2 separate regions of the Macaca mulatta genome follow, and region 2 is linked to region 1. Evidence: chromatin contacts called from public Hi-C data. All regions are on one chromosome and are shown on one strand. The core of a region is the stretch at or near the end of the contact, and the rest is flanking DNA. Distances in the headings are between cores, read along the strand shown.

Evidence for each region. Hi-C and Micro-C count contacts between places; a contact is called where the count stands out from the background.
Region 2: a Hi-C map of fetal cortex germinal zone shows a contact between it and region 1, with 2.3 times the contacts expected there. The contact joins two enhancer-like sites. A contact is called at or near these places in 3 of 14 Hi-C or Micro-C datasets (fetal cortex germinal zone, fetal cortical plate and liver).

Annotation. Positions count from the first base shown.
Region 1 is chr19:59,502,342-59,508,464 of T2T-MMU8v2.0, reverse strand. NPAS1 (neuronal PAS domain protein 1) reads right to left here. Exons shown (of 13, transcript XM_077980601.1): 3 at 5,710-5,873; 4 at 5,021-5,256. The coding sequence starts at 5,831. Among named protein-coding and RNA genes, the nearest start is that of NPAS1, 16 kb to the right of the region's middle. Within about 2 kb of position 3,689, at least 4 of the 40 cell types and tissues checked have an H3K27ac peak or open chromatin away from gene starts, as enhancers often do. A contact at or near this core is called in fetal cortex germinal zone, where this site is marked.
Region 2 is chr19:59,729,210-59,735,735 of T2T-MMU8v2.0, reverse strand. No RefSeq gene overlaps it. Among named protein-coding and RNA genes, the nearest start is that of BBC3, 9.1 kb to the right of the region's middle. Within about 2 kb of position 4,600, at least 22 of the 40 cell types and tissues checked have an H3K27ac peak or open chromatin away from gene starts, as enhancers often do. A contact at or near this core is called in fetal cortex germinal zone, where this site is marked.

The sequences.
Region 1 (6,123 bases), core at 2,440-4,939:
GTGATAGAGCTGAATAGGCTAGTGCATACAGTAGGTGCCTAATACTGGGAGTCATGCCACCATTCACCATTCTCTTTTTTTTTTTTTTTGAGACGGAGTCTAGCTCTGACACCCAGGCTGCAGTGCAGTGGCGCGATCTCAGCTCACCAAAATCTCTGCCTCCAGGTTCCAGCGATTCTCCTGCCTCAGCCTCCCAAGTAGCTGGGATTACAGGTGCCCACCACCACAGATGGCTAATTTTTGTATTTTTAGTTGAGACGGGGTTTCACCATATTGGTCAGGCTTGTCTCGAACTCCTGACCTCAGATGATCCATCCACCTCGGCCTCACAAAGTGCTGGGATTACAGGTGTGAGCTGAGTGCTTTTACAGGTGCTTTTCTTTTCAGTATGACTACAGATAACATCAGGGCACCTTGCCTTTTCTGGTGGTTTCTTGGAGGCCGCCCTCTGTGTCTCTCACACCCACATGCATTTTAAGCAAGTCTCAGGGGTTGGACCTGACCATGTCACCTGTGTCCCACCACCCATGGCCCCAGCCCAGTCTAGCTGCCCACCACACCCTCATCCTCACTGGGCTCCTACTTCCGCCCTCACCACCTCCGTGACTCCCCTCTCACTGCGGGTAACATCCAAACCCCTACCACTGTGCATGAGGCTCTGCACCCAGCAAGCTGATCCCTGCCTGCTTCAGGGCCTTTGCCCCTTCTGTTCCCTCTGCTGAGCCACTCTCTTCCAGCTTTTCTCACAGCTGCTCCCACACCTCTTTGGAGCCTCAGCTCAAGGATTACTTCCTTGGCTGGGCCCAGTGGCTTACACCTGTAATCCCAGCACTCTGGGAGGCTGAGGTGGGTGCATCACCTGAGGTCAGGAGTTCAAGACCAGCCTGGCCAACATGGTGAAACCCTGTCTCTACTAAAAATACAAAAATTAGCTGGGCATGGTGGCGTGTGCTTGTAACCCAGCTACTTGGGAGACTGAGGCAGGCGAATCACTTGAACCTGGGAAGTGGAGGTTTTGCAGTGAGCCGAGATTGCACCACTGCACTCCGGCCTGGGTGACAGAGCAAGACTCTATCTCAAAAAAAAAAAAAAAAGTTACTTCCTCAGCGAGGCTGTGCCTGACCTGTGAGCTAAGAAGTCACCCGCTGGCTGGGCACAGTGGCTCATACCTGTAATCCCAACACTTTGGGAGGCCAAGGTTGGCAAATCATTTGATCCCAGGAATGTGAGACCAGCTTGGGCAACATGGTAAGACCTCGTCTCTATAAAAAATGCAAAAAGTAGCTAGGCGTGGTGGCATGTGCCTGTAGTCCTGGCTACTTGGAAGGCTGAAGTGGGAGGCTCTCTTGAGCCCAGCAGGCAGAGGCTGCAGTGAACCAAGATAGTACCACTGCATTCCAGCCTGGGCGACAGAGCAAGACCCTGTCTCAAAAAAATTTAAAAAGGGCCAGGCGCGGTGGCTCATGCCTGTAATCCCAGCACTTCGGGAGGCTGGGGCGGGTGGATCACCTGAGGTCGGGAGTTCGAGACCAGTCTGACCAACATGGAGAAACCCCGTCTCTACTAAAAATACAAAACTAGCCGGGCGTGGTGGCACATGCCTGTAATCGCAGCTACTAGGGAGGCTGAAGCAGGAGAATCACTTGAACCCAGGAGGTGGAGGTTGCGGTGAGCCGAGGTCATACCATTGTACTCCAGTCTGGGCAACAAGAGTGAAACTCCGTCTATAAATAAATAAATAAATAAATAAATAAATAAATAAAGATGTCACCCCTCCTTCCCTCAACTGCCACAGTCACTCAACAATTTAGTAAGCCCTCATTGTGTCCCAGATGCTATTCCAGGCTCAGCAACCAAGGGGCTGTTAGTGAATGACACAAAATAACAAGATAAATACAGAGTGTCAGATGACAATAAGTGCTATGGGAAGAAAGAAGGCCGTAAAAGCCGGGCGCGGTGGCTCATGCCTGCAATCCCAGCACTTTGGGAGGATAAGGAGGTTAGGAGTTCGAGACCAGCCTGGCCAACATGGTGAAACCCCCCCTCTACTAAAAATACAAAAAATTAGCTGGGCGTGGTGGCGGGCACCTGTAATCCTAGCTATTCAGGAGGTTGAGTCAGGAGAATTGCTTGAACCCTGGAGGCAGAGGTTGTACCACTGCACTCCAGCCTGGGCAACAAGAACAAAACTGCGTTAAAAAAAAAAAAAAAAAAAGGAATGGGGGATGCTGACGTGAGATTTAGGCTGTCTCCTCTCCAGACTCAGACGCTCAGGGCTAGACTCAAACATCTGTTGTCCCATTTCGCAGATGGTGGACTGAGGCTTAGCGAGGCAGAGACCTAGAACCCATTCCTGTAGACCTACAGACCACATATGATGGTTGAGAGGTTGGGGCCAGGTCATCTGGGTTTGAATCCCAGCTGTGTGACTTTGGGCAAACACATCTGTAACTTGGGAACCATGATAGTGCCTCCCTCTGAAAAAGAGTTATTTTGTATACAGGGCTTATCACAGGGTCTGATGCATACATTCTATATGATCACTATTGTTGTTATTATTTTAGGTACTGGGTCTTGCTCTGTTGCCCAGGCTGGAGTGCAGTGGCCCGATCACGACTCACTGCAGCCTCAACCTCCTCAGCTCAAGCAATCCTCCCACCTCAGCCTCTTCAGTATCAGGGACCACAGGCGGGCGCCACCAAACCTGACTTATTTATTTATTTATTTATTTATTTATTTATTTATTTTTATTTTATATATTTTTTGAGACAGAATCTTGCTCTGTCACCAGTCTGGAGTGCAGTGGCGCGATCTCGGCTCACTGCAATCTTCGCCTCCTGGGTTCAAGCAATTCCCCTGCCTCAGCCTACTGAGTAGCGGGGACTACAGGCACATGCCACCGTGCCCAGCTAATTCTTTGTATTTTAGTAGAGACGGGGTTTTACCATGTTGGCCAGGATGGTCTCGAACTCCTGACCTCGTGATCTGCCCGCCTTGGCCTCCCAAAGTGCTGGGATTACAGGCGTGAGCCACTGCGCTCACTCGGCCAGTATTTTTATTTTTGGAGGGACAGGGTTTTGTTATATTGCCCAGGGTTTTGCTATGTTGCCCTGGCTGGTCTCGAACTCCTGGCCTAAAGCGATCCTCCCACCTTGGCGCCCCAAAGTGCTGGGATTACGGATGTGAGCCATGGTGCCCAGCTTATTACTGAGGAGGGCATGGGAGTCCCCTCCCCTTCAGAGAGTGTGACCGACTGCTCTGCTCTGTGGCTTCAGCTAAAACGCTGTCCTCAGCTCCTCCTCTGAACTATGGAAGCAGGTGCTTGGCCTCTTGTTAGGGACTCTGTAGAGCTAGAAATGCCCCTGATCCCCGATTTCCCAATTTTGGGACTATAGGAGTCCACGCAGTACCAAGCACCCCCACACTGTCCTGACCCTACTTCCACTTGGCACCGTGGCCCAAATGGGGTCGATTAAGTCCATGCTGTGCCACGTCAGTGCTGTGACCTCAGCCAGCCCCTGATGCCTCTGAGCCCCGGAATGCCCATCCAGGTAATGGGGGGCTGGACGCCGCCGGGGCTCTCTTAGCCCCCGCCTTCCCCCCCTCCAGCTCGGGGACAATAGACAAGATGTTTATCCCCCGCCGGCGCACATGTTGTTCGCGGTAATGACAGTAATCAGCGGCGCTAATGCCGCATTCTCTCCGCGCCAGTCAATTCGCCTAATTACCGCCTGGGAAGCCGGATTATTTAAATTTAAATGGTGATTTATTGCGAGCTTAATCAATGCTATTTTCTCTCCCCCCTCTTCCCCTGGGACGGGGCAGGAGGGGAATTGGAGCCCCTCCAACCCCACCCTAAGGACACCCTCTTCTCCTGGAGGGGTGGGGACAGGGGTAGCCTGGGGTGCCCTGAGACTTCAGATAAACACCACTCACACCTTATCCTCATAACCGCAAAGCTGTAACAAACACATAAAATAGAAGTAATAATAACAACATAACAACACTTCTATGTCTCAATAATAAAGTCTGAGTAATAATAATAAACTTAGATATTTATCTGTATCTTACAGAGTTTATATTTTTACATATTCTAGATTATACTACTTTGCCTATTTCTTTATTGTGCCTTGGCCACTAGGATGCCAGCCGCTCCGGGGCAGGGACTTCTGTCTAGTTTGTTTCTCCTGCTGGATCCCAGCGCTCAGAAAAGTGCCAGACAGGCAGGAAATGCTCCAAAAGCGGCAGCCCCCACCGCCCCCTCCTCCACGCCCCGAACCCCTCCAGCAGCCCTGCAGGTCACTGCTGCTAACAGCATTGGCAGCATAGCGGTGGCTTGCTCTGAGCTAGGCACTTCCAGGGACTTTGCAAATATGACCTGGTTGATTCTCTGCTCAGCCCCCTGGGGGAGGTTGGACCGTTTGTCCCACTTCACATTAAGGCACAGAGAAGTGAGGCGACCTGCCCGGGGTGGCAAATCTGGGGGGTGGCTGCGCGGCGACAGCAACATGGGGCATCTTCCCGAAGTTCCCCATCTCATCCGCCACATCACACTATCTCCCTCTTGCTCCTCCAACTGGGGGCCCAGACTGTACAGTCCTTGCGTCCCCTCTGGGGCCCCTCAGGTCTGGCTCCAGGGTCTCTCGCCCATTAGCGAGTGGGCGTCCCAAGTCAGGGTGGGTCTCCTCTGTCCCGCTCATGCAGCTGGGAGTCTCTTTGGTTGTAATAATGATTCCTCTCTCCTAATAAAATACAGGAATAGCATTTACCAGTGACCCCTAGCACTGCCAGGACCTTGTTTAGGGCAGAATTCACGAAATCTTCCCAACCTCTGGCGCCCATTTGACAGTTTAATAAACTGAGGCTTGAAGAGCAGAAGCCACCTGATAGGGGCACGCAAAAGTCCTGGCTGACTCCAGAGACAAGCATCTGGGAGAGGGCAGATCCGCAGCTCAGACCCGGGCTGCAGTGACTTGGCCACCGGGGCCCTGGGACCCTTGCACCGCGCATGCGCACTCACCGAGGCCAGCTGGCGGCCCCGCGGCTCTCAGCCCCCAGGGGGGCGCCCCCAGCGCGGCGAACCGGCGCAGGCGGAGGTAGGTGACGCTGAGGCGCACGATGGAAGCCTTGTCCAGCTGGCTCGAGATGGCGCCGGGCAGCGGGAGAAGCTTGGCCAGCTCGAAGAACTCCAGGTTCTCTTTCCCGCGCCGCGAGCGCGCCGCGTTCCGGGACTTCTCCTTGCGCTGCGCCTGCAGGCTGGGCGGGCGGCGCGGAGGAGGTGTCTGCGGGGTCCCGGGGCTCAGGGGCGTGGGAACTGGGGGCGAGCCCCGCCTCCCGGGGCCTTGGGAACGGGACCGGACATTGGGAGTGGATTCTACACCTCTGCAGGTGGGAGCAGACCGGAGTGTGGATTCTACACTTCGGCCCAGGGACAGAACCTCGAGTGTCAATTCTTGGGGGAAGGAGGAGGAAGGGCGAGAGATTAAAGATGTTGGGCGTGAATTCCGAGGACCGGGACTAGAAGCTGAACGCAGGAGAGCGGGCTCAGGACGGTAGTTAACTCAAGGTAAGACCCAGCCCCAAGGGGCGGGGCAGGGAGCTGGGTGTGAACTGCCCCTTGGCATGGAGACAGAACATCGGGTGTGAATTGGTCCCGGGGACGCCTCCCCGGGGGCGGGGCCGCGGCCAGGAGGGCGGGGCTTTGCTCACCATGGTCCGGACGGCGCCTTGACCATCAGCCCGGGTAGAAAGTCCCACGGGACGCTGGCGCCGCGGCCTCCCACGCATTTGACCTCGCTTCCGCCGCCACTGCCGGGATAGGGGGCCGCCATCTCCGGGGGGCTTGCTCAGGCGGGCTCCGAGTCCCGAGTCTCCTGCAGCAGGAGGGGGTCAGAGGCAGCGCTCAGTGCCCTCGGGAGACCTAGGGAAACTGAGATCCGTGCGGGGCTCAGGGTCCCAGCAAGGAGCTGGGGACGGGGGCTGGATGGTGCCTCAGTTTCCCCTCCCTGGAGGCCTCGGTCCAGAGGCCGCAGCTCCCACCCTAGCCGGCCCGGGGCTGGCGCTCCGGGTGAGGACGTGCCCCGCCGCCGCCTCCCCCGCGCCGCCCGCCAGCGCGCCCGCCTC
Region 2 (6,526 bases), core at 3,351-5,850, 230 kb before region 1:
CCTGTAATCCCAGCACTTTGGGAGGCCGAGACGGGCGGATCACGAGTTCAGGAGATCGAGACCATCCTGGCTAACACGGTGAAACCCCGTCTCTACTAAAATACAAAAAAAAATTAGCCGGGCGAGGTGGCGGGCGCCTGTACTCCCAGCTACTCGGGAGGCTGAGGCAGGAGAATGGCATAAACCCGGGAGGCGGGGCTTGCAGTGAGCTGAGATCCGGCCACTGCACTCCAGCCTGGGCAACAGAGCCAGACTCCGTCTCAAAAAAAAAAAAAGAAAAGAAAAAGGGCATTGGGGGAGGGAGAGCGGGGCGGAAGAGACAGAGACAAGAGATGGGAGAGACGACGGGAAGAAGAGGCAAAGGTGGGGAGACTGAGGCAGAGGAGGAAGAGAGAGAGACAGAGTCAAGGAGGGACAGCTGAGAAAGTCAGATGGAGCAACAGAGACAGGGAGAGGGGAGACAGAGACAGGGAGAGACAGAGATGGCAGAGAGAAGGAGAGACAGAGATAGGGAGAGACAAAGATGGAGGAGACAGGGAGCTACAGAGGTGGCAGAGACAGAGACAGGGAGAGATAGCGATGGCAGAGACAGTGATGGGGAGAGACAGAGATGGCAGAGACAGAGATGGAAACAGACAGTGGTGGCGGAGACAGAGACAGGGAGAAATGAGACAGAGTCGGGAAGAGACAGAAGTGGCAGAGACAGAGACGGGAAGAGACAGAAGTGGCAGAGACAGAGACGGGAAGAGACAGAAGTGGCAGAGACAGAGACGGGGAGAGACAGATGGCGGAGCAGAGACGGGGAGAGACAGCAGTGGTGGAGACAGATGGGAGAGACAGATGAAGAAACAGAGGTGGGACACGGGAGACAGAGACAAAGGCAGAAAGAGATCTACAGGGAGACAGAGACAGGAGAGAGAAACACGGGAAAGAGAGACGGAGAGACCCCGGAGTGGCAGAGATGGGGGAGTCAGGAGCGACGCAGAGGTGAGGCAGATGGAGTCAAAGTAGGGGTTCAGAGGTGCCGAGCTGGAGGTAGGGGAGACGGGGCGAGGGGGCCGGGGAGGGGCATTCGGGGCGGGCCTGCGAGATCCGGGTGGGACGGGGCGGGGCGCGCCCCTCCCCTCCCCGCCCTCCCAGCCCCCAGCCCGGAGCCCCGCGGCGGCGGCGCGGGCCGAGTCTCCAAGTTACCAAGTTACCGCAGGATTCGGGAGCTTCTCACTGGCGCGGCCGCGGCCAATCAGAGAGCAGCGCCGCTGTTCTCGGGCAGGAGGCCTGGAGACACGCGCACCTTCCCCCGACACCCAGCGAAGCGCGCTGACACACAATCGCATCGGCGCGCTCACACACACACACCGTCCCAGAGACAAACAGCGTCGCACCCCGCACATACACAATCACAGTGACACACACAGCGAAAGACACACGTCTCAGGAACACACAGACACACAGCATCACACAGACACACAAAATCGCAGTGACAGCCGGGCACGGTGGCTCATGCCTGTAATCCCAGCATTTTGGGAGGCCGAGGCAGGTGGATCACTTGAGGTCGGGAGTTCGAGACCAGCCTAACCAACGTGGTGAAGCCCCGTCTCTACTAAAAATACGAAATTAGCTGGGCGTGGTGGTATGCACCTGTAGTCCCAGCTACTTGGGAGTCTGAGGCAGGAGATTCGCTTGAACCCGGGAGGTGGAGGTTGCAATGAGCCAAGATCACTGCCACTGCACTCCAACTTGGACAACAATAGCAAAACTCCGTCTCAAAAAACAAAAAACCTCAGTGACACAGACAGTCCCAGGACACATAGCACTCCCCAGACCCACAACCACAGGTCCACACAGTGCTGCCCAGGCACATGCAATCTCCATGAGTTATGCACAGTCCCTTGAACACACAACATCACCCTGAAACACAGTATCAGTGACATACAATCAATGCAGTGACACTCATAATCCCACAACAAATTGGTCCCAACACACTCACTAGATCACAGTGATACAATCGCAACAGTGACACATTCAATCACAGTGAGACACAATATTGCACACACACAATCTATTAGACACATACACAGTTCCATGGACACACAACATCACACAACCAAAATGACACACAACCACAGTGACACACAGCATTTCACAGGCACATACTGTCGGTGATACACAGTCCCACAGACATGCTTTTCAGACAAAATCACAATGTGACACACACCCACAGTCCCACCACGCACCACATTGTCCAGGCACACACAATAACAGTAGGATGTATGCACATCTTCCCCCGACACCCAGCACAGCACATGGTCACACACTGTCACAGTGACACAATCACAGTCCCACCACCCACAACACAAGTACCACTGACACACTCAGTGGCACACAATCCCACATACACACAGCATTGTATACATGTGCACACCATCACCACGACATACACACACAACCCCAGTGACACAGCATTACACAAACACATCCAACCACGACAACAGGACAGTACAGTGTGACATAGCACCTTCACAAATCTTCCTCCTAACACAACATCACTCTGACACACATACAATCCCAGCATGACAGAGACACAATCACATGGGCACACACATCTCACTGCCAGACCAGCGTGCTGCACAGAACCACACACATCACACCATCATGATCACACACAGCACACCAGAACATCACACAATTGTACACTGACACACAATCACATTGTCACAGCAGCCCATGACATGTAGCATTGTGACAAATGTAGCATGCTGACACACACCATCACACTGACACACAATCCATCAAGTGACACACAATAGCACACACTGACACAACCACCACCATAATGTGTGAACCCCCGACACAACAGCACACTAACATAGACCTACAGAGGACTCCAGCACACACACAGTCACACAAACACCCAACCCGCCCATCCCTGCCCTTGCCCCAGGAAGCTGTGTTAGATGTGGGACGGTGGGGGAGGGATGCGCTGTGTGTGTGTGTGTGTGTGCGTGTGCGTGTGTGTGTGCGCCAGCGCGGGCTGTGCCTCCCCCTCCCAGCCCTTCCCCGGGGGCGGGGCCGTGCGGCAGCCGCTGTTACCGGGTAAACTTCCCCGCCCCCCCCCAGCGCGGCCATTAGTCAACTCCCCCCCCCAGGATGATGTCATCGCCTCATTCTGGAGGCTGAGTAATCCTCAACTCCGCCCCGCCAGGTACCAGGGTAGGGGCGGGCCGCACCTGGGCTCACCAAGTCTGGAGCTGGGATCTGGAGCTGCAGGCGGCGCTGCCTTAGGTCTCCCGGGGAGGGAGGGGACTGAGGAATTGGGCCTCTCTGAAGTGGCCCAGCCATGCACGTTAGGGTCTCTCGAGACTGGGGGCTCCCAGTCCGGATCCACGGGGCCAAGTAAAGGTGCTGCAGGGCTGGATCTTCCAGACCTGGGGGTCTGGGACTGGGGAGGGCCCCCTAACCTCTCCACTACCCCCTCGTCCCCAGCTACACCACTGTGAGGGGCTGGGTCGCTTGACCAAGTGTCTGGGGAATCTGAGACCCGGGGCTTGGACTTCTGGGGTCCTTGGCACTATGAGGCCTGGGACCCTGGCGCAGGGTGGGGGGTCGGTGCCAACAGGTAAGGAGAGCGACTCTGAAGTCCGATGCCCACGTCCTGGGAGATCAACCACCTGGACTCCGGAGAAAAGGGCTCATAGGGGTGGGAAGTGGGCAGGTCTGCACCCTGGGGCTGGGCAGGTGGTCCCACCTAGGTAAATTGGATGCCTGAGGGTCTGGTGACTGTTAGGGGCAGGAGTGTCTCCCATCATCAGTGTGGTGAGGGCCAAGATGCCCAGGAGCTCTGTGACATCTTAGGGTCGGGAGCCCAAAGGCCTGAGTCCGCGTTTCTTGTGGAAGTGGGATGTTTAGCCCTAGTTTTCCTGGGATCAGACATGGCTGTGTCCCCTTCTGGGGGGACCCTCAGTTTTTGTGTCCCGGAGCTGGGACATCTGCATCTCCTAAGAGGAGGGGGTTCATATCCTTGTTTTCACGGGTTCAGGCATGCCTGCGTCCTTTGGGGGTGCAGTGACACCCCTATTTTTATAGGGTCAGGACGCCTGGGTTCGATTCTGGAAGGGAACTTCAGCCGCTATGTTCAAGAGCCACCATACCTAATCCTGTTTTGCGGGGTGGGGCGGGGGAACAACCAGTCCCTGTCTTCATGGAGTCAGGGTGCTCAGGTCTCCTTGTGGGAGGAGGGCCCTTGGTGTCTGTTTGCACAAGGCCAACTCCAGGTTGCCATTCTGGGAGTAGGAACAGAATGCGCAACCCCGTTTCCAACCCATCCCAACTGCCCATCCTCACCCGAGAGTGCGGGGCAGGGGAGCAGGGAGGTGGATGGTGCACAGCCCGGGTATCACCCAGCCGGTCGCAGGTTTGCAGGCCGCGCGCCCGGCAGCTCCCCGGGGCCCGGCTCCCCGCCCCCCGTGCCGAGGGCTCCCCCAGATCCGGGCGGACGCGGCGGTGGCCAATGAGCTCGCTCGCCGTCTCCGGGAGCTGGGCCGGCTCTGCCCGCCTGGCATTGGGCACGCGGTGGGCAGCGGCGGGCGGGGCCTAGGGGGTCCTCGCGCCTGGTTGGGCCAGGCTTGTTGCTGGGTAACGGGGCGGCGAGTTTCCCCTGGCAACGGCGGCGGGTACCGCTCACTGGCTGGCCGGGAAGGAAGGGGGGCGCGGGCGCAGGCAGGCCCCGCAGACCCCAGCAACAGCGCGCGGCCCCCGCCCCGCCGGGAAGCGGTAACCTTCACACGCGCGCCGGCCGCTCGGACCCTGCGGACGCCCGCGCCCCCGCCCAGCCCCCACCCGGCCCCGGTCCAGCCTCCGGGCCTGCAGGGTCGACCACACCGAGGGGACCCGGGAGACCCCCTCCCCACCGCGGAAAGCCAGGACTCAGACCCTGCAGTGAAAAGTTAAGTCCTTCCCAACTCCCTCTCCCCAGGCTGCGAAATCTGCTTCCCCAGAATGGCAGACAAGATCTTGGAGATGAGACGGTTTTAGGTCTGCAGTCAACCAGCTCTATTTTGTCTCACCAACACTTCACATCCGGCTTACTACCTCCGGGCACTATTCTAAGTATGTTACAAATACGAACTCATTTCATCTTCACAATATTTTTGGTCCTGCCTGTGCCGATCCCTTTTGGACAGAGAGGGAAACTGAGGCACAGAGCAGGGAAGCTGCTTGCTCAAGGTCATAATTTGAACCCATGTCGGGTTCAAATGACTCCAGCGCCCGGGCACGTTATCGTTCCTCTGTGCTGTGAGCCCGTGGGAGAGGCATTAACGTTCAAAATAAGAAACTTCACAGTCAAGAAAACACACTCGTGGCCGCCCTGTGGGCCACCAGTTTGAGACCACGGCCTCACCATGAGCATCTGTGCAAATAGACACCAGCTGTCTTCCTCCCAGAAGGAGACCTGGGCATCCTGACCCCATGAACACAGGGACTGGTCGTCTCTACCCAAACTGGATTCAGGCATCATGGTTTTTGAACATAGGGCTGATGATCCTTCCCAGAAGAGAATGCAGGCATCCTGGCCCCATAAAAATAGGGGTCCTGGGCCGGGTTCAGTGGCTCAGGCCTGGAATCCCAGCACTTCGGGAGGCCTAGGCAGGTGGATCACCTGGGGTCAGGAGTTCGAGACCAGCCTGGCCAACATGGCAAAACCCTGTCTCTATTAAAAATACAAAAATTATCCAAAAGTGGTGGTGCATGCCTGTAGTCCCAGCTACTCAGGAGGCTGAGGCAGGAGAATTACTTGAACCTGGGAGGCGGAGGTTGCAAGTGAGCCAAGATATCGCACCACTGCACTCAAGCCTGGGCAACGGTGAGACTCCATCTCAAAAAAAAAAAACCGAAAAACAGAAAAAAAAAACCCCACAAAAATTAGCCAGGCATGGTGGCACATGCCTGTAGCCCTAGCTACTCAGGAGACTGAGGCAGGAGAATCGCTTGAACCTGGGAGGCATAGGTCGCAGTGAGCCAAGATCGTGCCACCGCACTCCAGCCTGGGTGACAGAGCGAGACTTCCTCTCAAAAAAAAAAAAAAAGGGGTCCAGACCGGGCCCAGTGGTTCATGCCTGTAATCCCAGTACTTTGGAAGGCTGAGGTGGGGGAATCACTTGAGCCCAGGAGTCCAAGACCAGCCTGAGCAAAATCGTGAAACCTCATTTTTACTAAAAATACAAAAATTAGCTGGGCGTGGTGGCATGGGCCTGTAGTCCCAGCTACTTAGGAGGCTGAGACAGGAGAATCACCCAAGCCTGGGAGGCGGAAGTTGCAGTGAGCCAATATCGTGTCTCTGCATTCAAGCCTGGGTATCAGAGTGGGACCCTGCCTCATAAAAGAGGCAGAGGGGTCCTTAGCTAGAGGTTTCCTTGCTTGGATTCTCAGAGTCAAGGGACTCCCACACTGGTAATAGTAATGATAGGTAAAATATATTAAACATCCACCATGCCCCAGTACTTTTATTGTTTAATTTTTTTGTTTGTTT